Linked DNA regions of Zea mays: region 2 is linked to region 1. The links are chromatin contacts, called in public Hi-C maps. All regions are on one chromosome and are shown on one strand. Each heading gives the region's core, a stretch centred on a gene start, on an enhancer-like site or on the middle of the called end of the contact. The rest is flanking DNA. Distances are from core to core; before and after follow the strand shown. Region 1 holds the start of LOC100382401. Region 2 has its middle 38 kb from the start of LOC103642716.

What was found. Hi-C and Micro-C count contacts between places; a contact is called where the count stands out from the background.
Region 2: a Hi-C map of ear shows a contact between it and region 1, with 2.3 times the contacts expected there. The contact joins the enhancer-like site here to the promoter of LOC100382401 in region 1. A contact is called at or near these places in 10 of 25 Hi-C or Micro-C datasets (bundle sheath, ear, endosperm and 3 more).

The regions. Positions count from the first base shown.
Region 1 is chr10:113,685,720-113,693,319 of Zm-B73-REFERENCE-NAM-5.0, forward strand. LOC100382401 reads left to right here and starts at 4,491. Exons shown (of 2, transcript NM_001175146.1): 1 at 4,491-4,999; 2 at 5,613-6,686. The coding sequence starts at 4,583. The coding sequence ends at 6,515. LOC103641593 (Putative homeodomain-like transcription factor superfamily protein) reads right to left here. Exons shown (of 3, transcript XM_008664933.3): 3 at 6,909-7,376. The coding sequence ends at 7,087.
Region 2 is chr10:113,753,784-113,760,690 of Zm-B73-REFERENCE-NAM-5.0, forward strand. No RefSeq gene overlaps it. Among protein-coding and RNA genes, the nearest start is that of LOC103642716, 38 kb to the left of the region's middle. Within about 2 kb of position 2,603, at least 19 of the 20 cell types and tissues checked have an H3K27ac peak or open chromatin away from gene starts, as enhancers often do. A contact at or near this core is called in bundle sheath, ear, endosperm and 3 more, where this site is marked.

The DNA of each region.
Region 1 (7,600 bases), core at 3,241-5,740:
TCGAATCTAATTTATAATTTTAATTATGAATTTGTAGATACCTGTTAACATGATTATGCCGACTTAACTGCTATATTTAATATAGAAACGACATATTTTAGTAGTATTTGTATGTCGCGTCGTTAATTCGTCTCGCTTAGAATTGCTCATATTCATTAAGTTACTTGCTTAACTGTCAACTATTAAAATAGTAAGTTAGTCAAAACTAAGTAGTAGTATTAATTTACATTTGATTAATATCAATTAATATAATTATATTGAATTGGATGTTCTAATTAGTACTTGTTTAACGTAAACGCGCTAACCCTTCGACCGTAGCTTCGACTATCGTGGTTCTTTTCCTCGCGTAACCGTAGAGGCGCTCTCTATTTTATATTACTCGCTTTTATAACATTTTATCTTGTATGGTGTAATGTTCTTATACATATGTATATGTTTGTTTGCTTGTGTCTGTTCGTCTTCGCGTCGCGTCGCGTTGCGATTAGATCGTGGTTCGTTTCTGAGCTTCGAGGACTCGACGGTCAAGCTTCGGCGACCAAATAACCCAGCTCTTCGAGTTCTACAAGGTCAAAGACCCTGAGCATCTTTTTGGTGAAGGCAAGTGTCCTCTGACCTATTATGTCCCATTTACTTTATAATTCATCAACCCGCATACCATGATCAACCTAAGGATTGACTAGCTTTGTATTTACCTTGTCCTTGATTACCTTTTGGGTTACTATGGTTAGCTTCATGCTATTGCTTTACTTTAATCAATGAACATGATGTGAACACTTATGATACGATGTTGTCTCTATGATTATGATGTTGGACTGGTGATAATTTAGGGGGCTCGAGCGGTTTCTCGAGTACCTCTCCGTAAGGACCTGTTCGTTGGATGATCGCCCGGGAAAACAGTACAACCATGAGGGTAGAATGGGACGCCCTTAGCTAAATAATTAGAGGAACTGGGGTGTAGTTTGCTTCGCCGTCGTGCGGTTAATGGGGCTCGGTGTATGCGGCTCGCTCTGCCAAGGTTGGTTCGCCCCTTGGGGAGGAGTGCGGTGCATTTAGGAAACCTAACGGGCGGCTACAGCCTCAGGGAATCTTTGTAAAGGCTTCGTAGTGAATCCCTGGCCATTCACCTCGGGAGTGAATAAGGGTCTTGCAAGCCCGGGCTAGAGAGGGAATCACGACTTGTGGGTAAAGTGTGCAACCTCTGCAGAGTGTTATGAAACTGATATATCAGCCGTGCTCGTGGTTATGAGCGGCCAAGGGAGCTCCATTGATTAGAGACACATTGACCAGAGATGGTTTGTTACAGATGATGATGAGGAGGATGGTTATGATTATGCTTATGGTAATGGTAAGTGGTATTCTTTCCGCTTGGAAAGGGTACTTTTGGGTTAACAACTTGGGTTAATATTAAAACATGGCTCTCTACTAGTAATAATTACCTGATCAACTAAAAGCAACTGCTTGACCTTAACCCCACATAAAGCTAGTCCACTATAGCCAAACGGGACATTTGTTGAGTACGTTGATGTGTACTCACCCTTGCTTTCACAAAACACCAGGTTGCCTTTGGTGCAATCTATGCTCAGGTAAAGAAGAAGGAGAACGGTGTCGAGGCGGATCTCCAGGAGTTCCATGACTTCGACGAGTTCGAGGATTAGGCTAGCGACCTCCCCCAGTCAGCTGCCTGTGGTGGGTTGTTTACATTGGCTACGTTTCGATTTTGTGTACTTTGATTTATATTATGTAAATGGCTCTAGTCTGTAATATTATTACTTACTCTTTATTGTAATTCGAAGCATTGTGCTATGATGAGTCATTTATGTAATCGCTGTGCACGTGAATTACTGATCCTGGCACGTACATGGTTCGCATTCGGTTTACCTTCAAAACCGGGTGTGACAAGCCTTCCTAAGGCTTGCAGGCTTGTCGCCAGTTTTGATCTCCCTCTTGGCGTGACCTCCCTACATCACTTCGAGTTGTTAGACTCTAATGAAGCACCGGGCTCTGATACCAATTGAAAGTCGCCTAGAGGGGGGTGAATAGGCGTAATCTGAAATTTTTACAACTTTAAACACACACTACAAGCCGAAGTTAGCGTTAGAACTTAAATCAAGTCCAGGAGAGAGGAGAAAACAAATCAAATGGAAATAAGCAAATGAACATGGTGATTTGTTTTACCGAGGTTCAGTTCCAAAGAACCTAGTCCCTGTTGAGGTGGTCACAAAGACCGAGTCTCTTTCAACCCTTTCCCTCTCTCAAACGGTCACTTAGACCGAATGAGCTTTCTCCTTAATCAAACGGGTCACTTAGATGTTTCTTGCTTTGATTACAAGTCACTTTGGAACAAGAATGAGGAAGGGAGAAAGCGATCCAAGCAACAAGAGCACAAATGAACACGAACACACACTCTCTCAAGTCACTAGGTGGTTGGAATGAATTTGGGACTTGGAGAGGTTTTGATCTTTTGAATTGTGTCTAGGAGTGAATGCACTAGCTCTTGTATTGAATGAGAACTTTAAAAAACTTGGATGCCTTGAGTTGTGGTGGTTGGGGGGTATTTATAGCCCTCTATCACCAAATGGCCGTTGGGGAAGGCTGCTGGCGATGGGCGCACCAGATAGTCTGGTGCGCCACCGGACAGGCACTGTAGGCTGTCCGGTGCACCGCCACGGCCCACGTCACCCAACCGTTAGGGTTCGGGAGCAGTTGACCGTTGGCGCCATTGTCTTCTTATGGCACCGGATAGTCCGGTGTCACACTGGACAGGTCCTGTTCACTGTCCGGTGCGCCTCTAACTCTGCGGTTCTGACTCTGCGCACATTGTTCTTCACTGTTCATTGTTAGCGGCTTTTGCAGTCGACCATTACGCGAATTAGCCGTTGTTCCGCTGGCACACCGGACAGTCCGGTGAATTATAGCGGAGCGCGCCTGCTGAAACCCGAGAGTGGCTGGTTCAACCCTGTACGGGCCTGGTGCACCGGACACTGTCCGGTGCGCCAGACCAAAGCACACTTTGGTTTCTTTTTGCTCCTTTGAATTTGATCCATAACTTGAATATTTTATTGGTTTGTGTTGAACCTTTTTGCACCTCTAGAACATATATTCTAATGCAAACTAGTTAGTCCATATATTTGTGTTGGACATTCAACCGTCAAAATTAATTGTGGGAAAAGGTTAACCCTATTTCCCTTTCAGATGGTGCTAGAGTTCTATGGGATCCAGCTCTCATGGTTCTCCCCAACTACATTCTTATCATGGTGACTTTCGTTCACTTAGTTCAAGGGGGTCCGTGCAAGTCTGACCCTCTTTGGCTAGTTCTTCATCCTTCGACAGATCAAGCAAGGGATGATCTATGGTAGCTGCTCCTTCTAAAGGTGCACTAATGCCCCATACGTACATACCTTGGACCCAGCAGGCCGCTGGACTCATAGAAGACGACATGGTTCTACCTACAGAGCGATTTCTCTCATCTCCGACTTTCTCGCCTCCTTCTACGAGACTTAAGAGGCATGCAATACCTACAGAGCGATTGCTTAGTTCTCATTTGTTTATAGAATTATCATCAATACCAAGAAGGGAGAGATTCAAAGGTCCTTGTTTTTTTTTGTGAATGGGTGCTAACTTAGGTGGATTAATATGTTTTTATGTTGAGATACATAGGATTTAGTCCACATATACACTAGAGTGAGTAACTCTAGCCGTGTAGATAGCATATTGGAAGATAAATATAAAGATAAAGATGTACCTTTGTAACACATAAACCGGATGTTGACGTGTCGTGCCACATTAGAGCAACCCAATGAAAGTTAGAGGACTTAAGTGACACAACATGTAAAATTGGGGACCCCAGGCGACTTCGAGGTGGCATGCCACGTCAGCATCCGGTTTTGTAAAACCGACTTTAAATGGGTTTGCAATGGCTGACAAAGTTCGAGGACCTGTTTGTCCGGTTTTCTAAGGCCTTATTTGTTTAAGCTTTTTTCAGGTTCTAGCCACTAGAAGCTACTGCAGACTGTCAAACGTCTAGCTTTTCAGCTCATTTCTATGAATTTAGTCAAAACCGTCCGAAATCAACGTGAACATAGAATCGATCGAGTCACTGCGATAGTAGGAAACCGTTATATCCTAAACTCTATGAATCATTTATCTTTCTCCGCAAGTAATCTCCATAATACTTAGATTCTCTCTACAACCAAATTCTTAAAAAAAGCTTCTTAGAAAAAGGTGAACTAATAAATAGGCCCGAGGTTCAGAGGTCGTAAACCTCTAGTGTACTTTATTTCTTTCTTACACTTCTAGCTGCGAACGGGCCGGACTGCGTGCGCAGCTCAGATAGCCCAACCCACTCTTCTAGTACCCACTCCATAGTAAAGCCCACAACCGAAACCGATCACAGCTGACTCCCGAATCCGTGAAATCCCCATCGCCGTCTCCGTCTTCTCCTATTGCCCTCTCCTCGCCCGCACAGCCGCACTGTTTCCCAATCCCAAACCCTCCGACCCCACCTGGAACCCAACACGCGCACCCACAGAGGGAACCGAGCCTAGCCGAACCTTCGAGAAGTTTCCGGAAAGCCGTGTCGTCGATGGCGGCCGAGGGCGGCGGCGGCCAAGAGACGTTCGAGGCGCGGGTGAAGCGCCTGTTCGGGTCCCGCCTCTTCGACGCCGTCCCGGACTCCTCCTTCCCGACGGCCTCCTGGTCCGTGGCCGCGGGCGACGTCGAGCGCCAACGCTGGGCGAAGCCGTCAGAGGCCCGCGACGCGGAGGAAGAGGCAGCGGGTGAGGCCGGCCGCGGGGACACGCCCTGCGCCTCCTCGTTCTACGACTCCAACGGTTGCCTCCGCAGCCGGAGGCGCAGGTCCAGGCAGGAGGAGTTCGAGGGGGACCTGGACGACCTAGATGAAGACGAGGAGGAGGATGGGGAGAGAGGGAGGGCGACGGAGCAGGACGAGGACGAGGGGGTTAGGGTTAACATCGGCCTCGACCCCACTCTGGATCGGGAGGTGAGCAAAGTTGTCTTCGGTCATTGATTTGGTTTGTTTTGACCACTCCATAAGCTGTTCTTTCGATATCATAATTGATGCTTGGCAGTTTGCTGGAATTAAGCTGTGAAGATTAGGATCGAATCAATTATCGACCTTCATCCTATTCCTTGACCTAGGATTTGTTGCCTCCTGACTATGGTTCTGCATGATTTGGATAAAGGATAGGCAGAGACGATCAGAGCATTTTGTTGGACATTTTTTAGTGGTCTGTGCTATAGTTCCATGTTGTGGCATTTCTGTTTCATTTGTCTTCTTGGATGTGTTCTGGTGACTGCGAGTAGGACCAATGTATTACATTTAATGGTTCACTAGGCCCTCTATCTATGGCAGTTTTTTTATTTTCCTTTTGGTTAATGATTAATTTTTTATTGTGGTAGTTAATGATGATAGTAATTGACTAATGAAATATCGTCATTTGAATGTGATATATGCTTGACCTGGAAACACCTTAAGTAACTTATCTGGACTTGTCTTGAATGTTTCTTCATGGTCGGTCACTATGAGCCATCATATCTATCACTGTTGGTTTGCTTCTAGTGGACTGTTATCTTAGAAGAGTTGTTTATTGCAGGAAGAGGAGGACAAGTATGACAGAGAGGCCTTTGGTAGAGAGGAGGCTGCTGACCGCGTGTACATGCACGATATAATGGATGACGGTATAAACATGAGCATCAACAGTATAGTCCCTGACCTCCTTGATGATTCCATTGAAGGGGTGTACCGTTTTAAGAAGGATCCTCGGGCAGATATGAGGGCAGCATCTGCAAGACTCAGAGAAGACGATGGGTCTGCTAAAGATGGTGACTCTCACTATGCCACTGAAGCGAAGGACTTCCTGAATGTGGGAATTCAGACAAAGAAAGCTGTGGAGGAAGTAAATGTAAAACCTATACTGAAGAGGAAGGAGGAGCAAGCGGATTTGAAACCAAGGAAACGTGTCCGGTTTGATGCTAATGTTAAGGATCGCGAGTCGGATATGTTTGAACGTGATGAAGATTCTCCAATGGTTCCTCAATCCATGGAAGTAGTCACAGGGAAGGAGAGCACGCCTACTTTGTCTGTGTCTCCTGGTGTCCCTGACTATGTAAGGAACCCTTCAAAGTACACCCGTTACACCCTGGATGTACCAGAGTCTAATGATGACTCGAACAGGACGGCTCTTGCTGACCTGCATGATCTGTTAGGGAGATCAGACCAAAACAGGATACATTCTGAGACTGCTGTTGAGATTCCTAGCTCAGTCACATTCATCCCTCGCAAAAAGTCAGTGGATGCCATGGCAGTGGATGACGGTCCCAGAGCTATTGATTCCAACTCATCTGTAATTGGATTGGTAGCAGGTGCCTCTGATGAACCTGATCAATGCGAGATGGATGAAGATGACAGTAATTTATCGTCAACGCCACAGATGCATACAAACTCGAAGGCAAACTCTCGGCGTTACAGGTCAAGTAGAACTGATGATGATGAGTAAAATTGAGGGCCCCAGGGTACCTAGTCTGATGTTTGTTTAAGAAGTTTTTAAGTTTCGGAATACTTATGTAAATCAGGATATATGTGTGCTCTTGTGCTTTGATCTTGTGATCTGAGCTAACCAACTATGTTTAAGTACGTTTCCCCCATATGCTTTGTTCTATAATTTCTTATATTGGGATTTGAGCGCCACATAGTATGTCAATATTAGAAATTTTCAGAAACTTCACTGGTAAGTCGTCTAAGCTGGTTTCAGTCTAATTGTGTCAGACGATATGAACTTTTTTCTTTACAGTTTATTCTTCTTGCAGAAAGCAATTTAGAGGAAACCTAACTGACCCTATATTTTTTCTATCATCAGATATGCACTTCCTTTCCTATGTAGAAACGAGTGTCAGCAGAATAAACAGTTTTGGGGACATAGGGGCATACAAATACAATATCCCATGGGTTACAAAATAGGGCATCCCATTTCAGGTTTGTGACCAAATTTCAGAACCAAAATCCACAATATCAATCTGTACATTCTTGCAGCGTTTATCTACTGTGCTCAAGACACGTAGTGGCGGCGGCTACAGCTCATCAGCAATTCTGTAGAGGGCATCAGCCACCTTGCCAAGCACACCAAGCAGGCTGCTCACTTGGTCCTTCCTCTGCTCCCTGTTCAACCGGCTGTTGACGTTCTGCGCCTCTAGCTGCGCCGCCACCATCTGACTGCTCCGGTCTAGGATCTCAACCAGCTGCCCCTGCAGGTTGGTCGTGGCTTCTCCAGAGGCATTGTCGTCGCTGCGCTGCCTCTTCTGCCCACACTGCGTTGGTGAGTCCTCGGTGATCTGCTCCGACTGCTTTTCGTTTGACGCGCCTGCTGTTTGGAAACATGGATGGTTGTTAAGTATGAAATATGAACTTCTGGAGCTTTGTCATGTGAATTTTACTGCTGTTATTTTGTTCTGGTTGCATGTGAGATTGTCTGACGATATAATATATACCCGAACCGTTTGATTCAAGTAAAAAAAAATTGCGGGTAAGACAGTATCAGGTATTGTATTAAGAAAAAAAACTTCTCACACACAAGTCAATAAAACC
Region 2 (6,907 bases), core at 1,353-3,852, 66 kb after region 1:
CGTTGGCGTTGTAGCCGTTGCTCCGCTTGGAACACCGGACAGTCCGGTGCTACACCGGACAGTCCGATGAATTATAGCGGAGAGCCATTTTCAGAAACCCGAAGCTTAGCAATTGGATGGGATTCTCCCTGGTGCATCGGACACTGTCCGGTGCGCCATACCAGGCCAGCCTTCGGTTTTCTTTGCTCCTTTGATTTAAACCCTTTCTTTTATATTTGTATTGGTTTGTTGTGAACCTTTGGCACCTGTGGAATATATATTCTAGAACAAACTAGTTAGTACAATAATTTGTGTTGGGCAATTCAACCACCAAAATCATTTAGGAAAAGGTTTGACCCTATTTCCCTTTCACAGGGTACTATTCATCTATTTATTAGGGAGATGAACCAACCTAGTATGGATTTACAATAATGCGCATCCATTTTTACATAAGTCATTTACAAACGGCATCAGGGCAGTGGTGTAATTTTCTTCGTTCTCGACTTTACGAGTTCCAGCCTTCATCCTTCAGCTACTTCTTCCTTTAAGCTCACAATTGAAGCTACTATCTTCGGCCACTGTCTTTACCGCTTTCATATAGACGAAGTGTTTTTGTGCGTCGCTCTCTATCGAAGCTTAGCTTCGTATTCCTGTAAGGACATTCCTGAAATGCACTAGTTAATCGCCGAAGCCAGATGTTAGATAAATAATCTTTGAGATACAAGTGACCTTCGGCAAAACCTTGTACCCTTAAGGCAATTGTGACATAACAAAACCAAGGACCTTCGACAATATAGGCGCCCAACAGTAGCCCCTTGTGTGATGAGTTTGTTATTTCATAACGAGCTTAGATCGCAATAATTTGTAATTGGGAGGCCTTGCACCGAAGGTCCGAAAAACACCTTCCTGAAGCTCGTTATTAAATCAGTTAACACGCAGTGGGGCCCAATGGTCATTGAGTGAGACAGATAAGATGAGATGACCACACGTATAAAAGGGGGTGGTGCCCAACGTTATAGGGTACGACTTTTGTTGCTTGTGCTTACTGCTGCTAGTGCTCGCTCTGCCTTCGAAGCTAATATCTAACATTGTCTGTTTACTCCCGATTTAGCCTTAGCTAGTTTCAGAGATTACTTGCTTTTTCACATTTTGACACCTCTAAAGGATGCACCAGAGGCAAGGCTGAAGATTCTGTTCCGGTAATGGGAGCCATTGCTCCCCAAGCCGATGCTGGCTCGCTGAACCAATCCGAAGATAGCTTGGAAATGGATTTTGAAGAGGATAACATGATCATTCGTCACACAAAGCCCAGCCATATGGACTTCGGGAAATCCAAAATCAAAGAAGGGCACATCGAGGTACTTAACTGCTTCGGCTATATTGACTGGGTGCGGTTAGGGGGTGATGAGTTAGTACCAATTCCGAGGGAGGATGAAGTTGTTGTGTTTCGATGTTTCTTGAAGGTAGTCTTTGGTTTCCCTTGCATAAGATAGTAGTTGATGTGTTGAAGCGGTTTAATATCTATCTCCATGAACTTACCCCAAACGCTATAGTGTGTTTAGGAATTTTTATTGGGTTGTTCGAAAGCCAGGGAACAAGGCGGGGATCCTTGGCGAGGTACCGCACGCTCGCACGTGCTGAAGGATAGGAGGCGCGCTAGGGCGAGGAGGTGAGGGGGGCTCCGTGGCTTGTTGAGGAGAGGAAGCGCGACGGACTGTGGGGTGGCGCTAGGGTTTGCGAGGAGCGTGTTGGAGGGGGCCGAAGCCAGGGGCAGGAGGAGAGGAGGCAAGGGGGGCTGCGCGGCGTTGGTGAGGAAAGAAGGCGCGGCGAGCTGCAGGGTAGCGAGAAGCATGGCGGAGCGGGGCGAAGCCAGGGGCGGGAGGAGATGGCGGCAGCGGGGGGGGGGGGGGGGGGGTGGGGGAGGAAGGAGAGGTGTCGAGGATGTGTGGCCTCATACAAAGAAGAGTAAGGGCATGGGCGGCGTCAAATGTGAACTGATATGGAGACCGCTGATTGATTTTGTAGAAATATAAGGGTTTTTTTTAATGAACGACACACGACTATTGAGAGCGTTGTATTATAACAGTAGAGCACGACACGTGGCACGAGGACAAAACGAGGCGGTCGGCCGGGTTCCGTACACGCAAGGCAGCAGCCTAGTGGGTTGGGTTTGCGTTGCATTGCGTTGCGCTGCGTCGCGACCGGCAACTCCACGATGATGCGATGGATCCGGCCGCATGGAAGCTGTGGACGATTGGGAGCGGAAGGGGAGCCCTTTTTGTGTGTTGCTTTCACCAGATTTCGGTTTCCTCCCCATCGATCGAATCGGCAGCGGCTGGTCGCCTGTCCATATGCTGCAGGCTGCAGCAAGGGGCGCTCCCAGATTCTAACAGAGACAGGCGTGGTGGGTCGGTCGTGGGGCACTCATCCGGATACCCGTTCGTCTAGCACGACGCAGACAGCGTTCTCCTTTCGCAGCCTAGCTAGGTTTCCTTGGCGAGAAAAATCTTGTGTCCAGATTGTTTGCTGAAAGGGTAAAAGCTCAGTTATAAGAAGGGTTGGTAGTACACGTACTGCACAAGAGAGAGTCGATCAGACGCGCGCGACACGGCGAGGCACAGTTCATCAGCTCGCCGTGCTGAGGAGCTAGGCAACCCTAGCTACCACTTGACACGTCGTAGTCTCTTATCCGTGCCAGATCGTGCTAGCAGATAGCAAGATCGGTGGAAGGTACCAGTACACAAAAGCTGCTAATTAGTTTATCCTAAACATCGTCTGCTTCTGCTACCACTAGTACTACAAAAAATAAATAAAAGACAGACCAAGTACACAAAAGGTGCATGTAATAAAATGGTTATTAAGGCTCCTGCTCCTGAAAATGAGTGGTGGCCCAGTACAGATGGGAAAGGAAAGGAGCTCCGGTGTCGTCTGGGCTTTTCTTCCTGAGGCCTGTCTCGCTCTTAGGCCACTGTGCGGCCCAGCCCGAACACGAGGACGAAGCAGCCCATGGCATCAGAAAGGGCGCTGTGACCCGCCTTTCCTTCTCTTAACTTGGGAGGACTATTTCTTATCTTTTGCGTGAGTATTGTTATTGTAAGGGTATAGGTGTATATTTGTGTTGTGCCTAATAGGTCGGCTCAAAGCACATAATTTTTAGCACGGGCTAAATCTGGCACGGCTCAACTTAATTGTGGGTCTGGGCCGGCACGGCCCAATATGTGGCCCGTGCCTGGGCATCAAGTCAAGCCCACGGGGCGGTCTGGCACGACCCATTTAACTAAGGCCCATCGAGGCCCACTAAATATAGACTCGGTATTTAACTAAGGCCCGTCAAAACCCACGTTACTAGCACAACTTGGAGAATCTAGAGCTTCAATAGGCCTTCGAGAACCAATACTAGATGTGGATAGTGAATGATGATCATTGTATATGTATTCTGTATGGCTGTATGGTACTCAATTAAACACTGAACAGAGAACTGAATATTATTTCTGAGATAGTTGTAATATTTTTTCTTTCTGACCAAAGGTTTTTAATGTGCATCCATAAAACATCTTAGTTTTATTTTGGTCATATATATATTCTATACTTTTTGTTTATGTATTACTGTTGTATGTATATGGGCCGGTATGGCACATTAAGGTATTTTGGGCTATTTGGGCCGGCCTGACACATATAACTAATGTGGGTCGTATCGTGGGTCGATGACTGGGCACACGTGCTGGTACGGCACGGCCCATAATTAGATATGTGCTTTTGTGGGCCGTGCTTTTGTAGGCCTGTGCCGTGCCGGACCAGGCCGACCCACATGTATATGTATAGTCAAGGGACAAAAGAACTTTCCCCTACGTGGCTTCCCAAGATCAATTGCCCGTTGTAGCTATTATTATTGTTTTTACATGTGTTGACGCTTTTTCGGAACGCCAAATACTCAAGAAGAACCGGCGGCGGTGCTCTCTGGTCAGGCGCGGACGGTCCGCGGCCTAGCGCAGGGGCTAGGGTTTCCTGCCTGACGGCCGGACGGTCCGCGCCCTAGGGCCGGACGGTCCGCGTGTGCGCAAGGGCGGCGGAAGATCGCCGGCGGCGCCTGGATCTCGCTCCCGGGAGGGACCCCGTCGGGGAGGAGAGATCCTAGGAGTTGTCTAGGCTCGGGCAGGCCGACCTAGACTCCTCTAATCGACGTAGAGTCGAGGAGAGGCGGAGAATTTGGGGATCGAGAGGCTAAACCTAAACTAGACTAGAACTACTCCTAGGATAAAATGCGAAATAGAAGTTGTATTGATTCGATTGATGATGATTAATCGGCCGTAGACCTCTCTTCTTATAGAGGAGGGGGGCTGGACCCTTTACACGACTGGATTCCGAGCTAATTCTGCAAATCTAGCCAACAAACCTAGCACAAAACTCGGAACCCTAAACTGCTCTACGCATGCGCGGACCGTCCGGCCCACAGGCGCGGACTGTCCGGACCGCGGACCGTCCGGCCTCAGGGCCGGACCGTCCGCCCGCTCAAAACGGTGCTCAACATATGCCCCCTGCCTTTTGGTGGAGCTGAGCAAACCAAAAGCAACTAACTCGATGTGATTACATCGGTTCTCTTAGGCATCTTGCCACATACTAGGATGGTACTGTTTGAGGAAACGCCCATTCAAAGCCTTAGGCAAATCCTTGCCTTGTAATGTTTGTAGCAAATAGGTGTTGCCAGACATCACCTGTTTTACTTTATAAGGACCTTCCCAGCTTGGCGACCATTTCCCGAACTTCCGGTCTTTATTCCTTAGAGGCAGAATGGTCTTCCACACCAGGTCCCCTACCTGAAATGATTTTGTTATGACCTTCTTGTTGTAGGCCCTGGCTACCATGATCTTGTCCTTTTCTATTGCTCCTAAAGCTATCATCCTCTTGTCGGTCACCTCATCAATATTATCCATCATTGAATTATAATAATAAGTAGCAGTTAGATCATTTTGTCTGGCGAACCTGACAGCATTCAAACTTATTTCCACAGGCAACACTGCTTCCTGCCCATAGACAAGCTCAAAAGGAGATACTTTAGTAGCCCTATGTTTAGATATTCTATGAGCCCATAAAGCTTCAGACAAAATCTTATGCCAATGTTTAGGATTATCAGATATCTTCTTTTTTATCAAATTAATCAATGTCCTATTGCTAGACTCGGCCTGTCCATTGGCCTGAGCATAGTACGGAGATGAATTAAGCAGCTTAATTCTGTATAATTCAGCAAATTCACGTACCTCCTTTGACATAAAAGAAGTACCTTGATCTGTAGTCAAGGTCTGGAGAATGCTGAATCTATGAATAATATGCTCAGTTATGAACTCAATTACCTCCTTGTGCGTCATGTTCTTTAGAGCAACGACTTCAGTCCATTTGGTGAAATAGTCAGTGGCAACTAACACAAACCGATGCCCCATTGATGATGAAGGATGAATTTCCCCAATAAAGTCTAATCCCCATCCTCTGAACGGCCAAGGCTTGATGATAGGATGTAATTCGGCTGCAGGGACCAACTATAGGTCGCCGAATTTTTGACACACTTGGCAACCCTTGTAGTACTTGAAATAATCAGCTATCATACTAGGCCAATAAAAACCAGACCTTCGCAACAACCACTTCATCTTTGGAGCTGATTGATGAGTACCACAAATTCCTTCATGTACTTCGGCCATGGCTAATATAGCATCATCTGGGCCCAAGCACTTAAGCAGGATGTCATTGACTGTTCGGCGGTAAAGTTCATCACTCATCAAAACATACTTGAAAGCTGTTCGCCGAATGTTCTTATCTGTCCTGATATTGGGATTTCGTAAATAATTAAGGTGTCCTCCAATCACTTGCATCGGCTTCATTGTCAACCGAATCGATTAAGAGAACATTTCTGATAACCCCGGACGGTCCGGCGTCATCACGCGGACGGTCCGCGACCTGGGAATTTGGCTCTGCACTGGTTATCAGATTTTTAGTTTTGTGAAATTTCCCTCTCTTTATCCGATAACCTGATGCATCTTGTGCCAAATCGTTAGCTCTATGATTCTCAACTCTAGAGATATGCCGAATACTGAATTCGTCAAAAGAATGGATTATGCTCCAACATTTCTCAAGGTAACTATTTAGAGTACCATCAAAACATTGATATTCTTCTAACACCTGTTGGACGACTAGCTGAGAATCACCCAATGCTCTTACATGTTTTACTCCCATACCATTTAAAAGTTCTAAACCGAACAAAACTGCTTCATATTCGGCTTGATTGTTAGTGCAATAAGTTTTCAATCGGCTAGAGAAGTCAAAGGAGACATTACTTGGTGAAACAAGCACAATGCCAATTCCTTGCCCTTCATTGCAAATCGATCCATCAAAATATAAAGTCCAAGGAGTAATAGTGAGGTATGACATGTCTAGTTCATGAATATTATCAACCCGATGTTCTACAATGAAATCCGCTACGACTTGGCCTTTCATAGATTTTAATGGTTCATAGGTCAAGTCATATTCTATGAGTGCATAAGCCCACTTACCAATTCTACCACTCATAATTGGGTTATGCAACATGTATTTGATCACATCGGCTTGACCAGAAACAGTGCAATGACTAGACAGTAAATAACATCTACATTTGGTGCATGCATAAAACAAGCATAAGCATAACTTCTCAATAAAAGTGTACCTTGTTTCAGCATCCACCAACCTTCGGCTCAGATATGTCACCACATGCTCCTTCCCCTTAGTTTCTTGTGTCAGAACAGCCCCAATGACCTTATCTTCAGCTGCAATGTATAATCGGAATGGTACTCATGCTCGTGGTGCTTTTAATACGGGAGCCGAAGATAAGTATTTTTTGATGAGATCAAATGCTCTTTGCTGTTCTGCCCCCCAAGTGAATTCGGCATCATTCTTAATCCGAAGA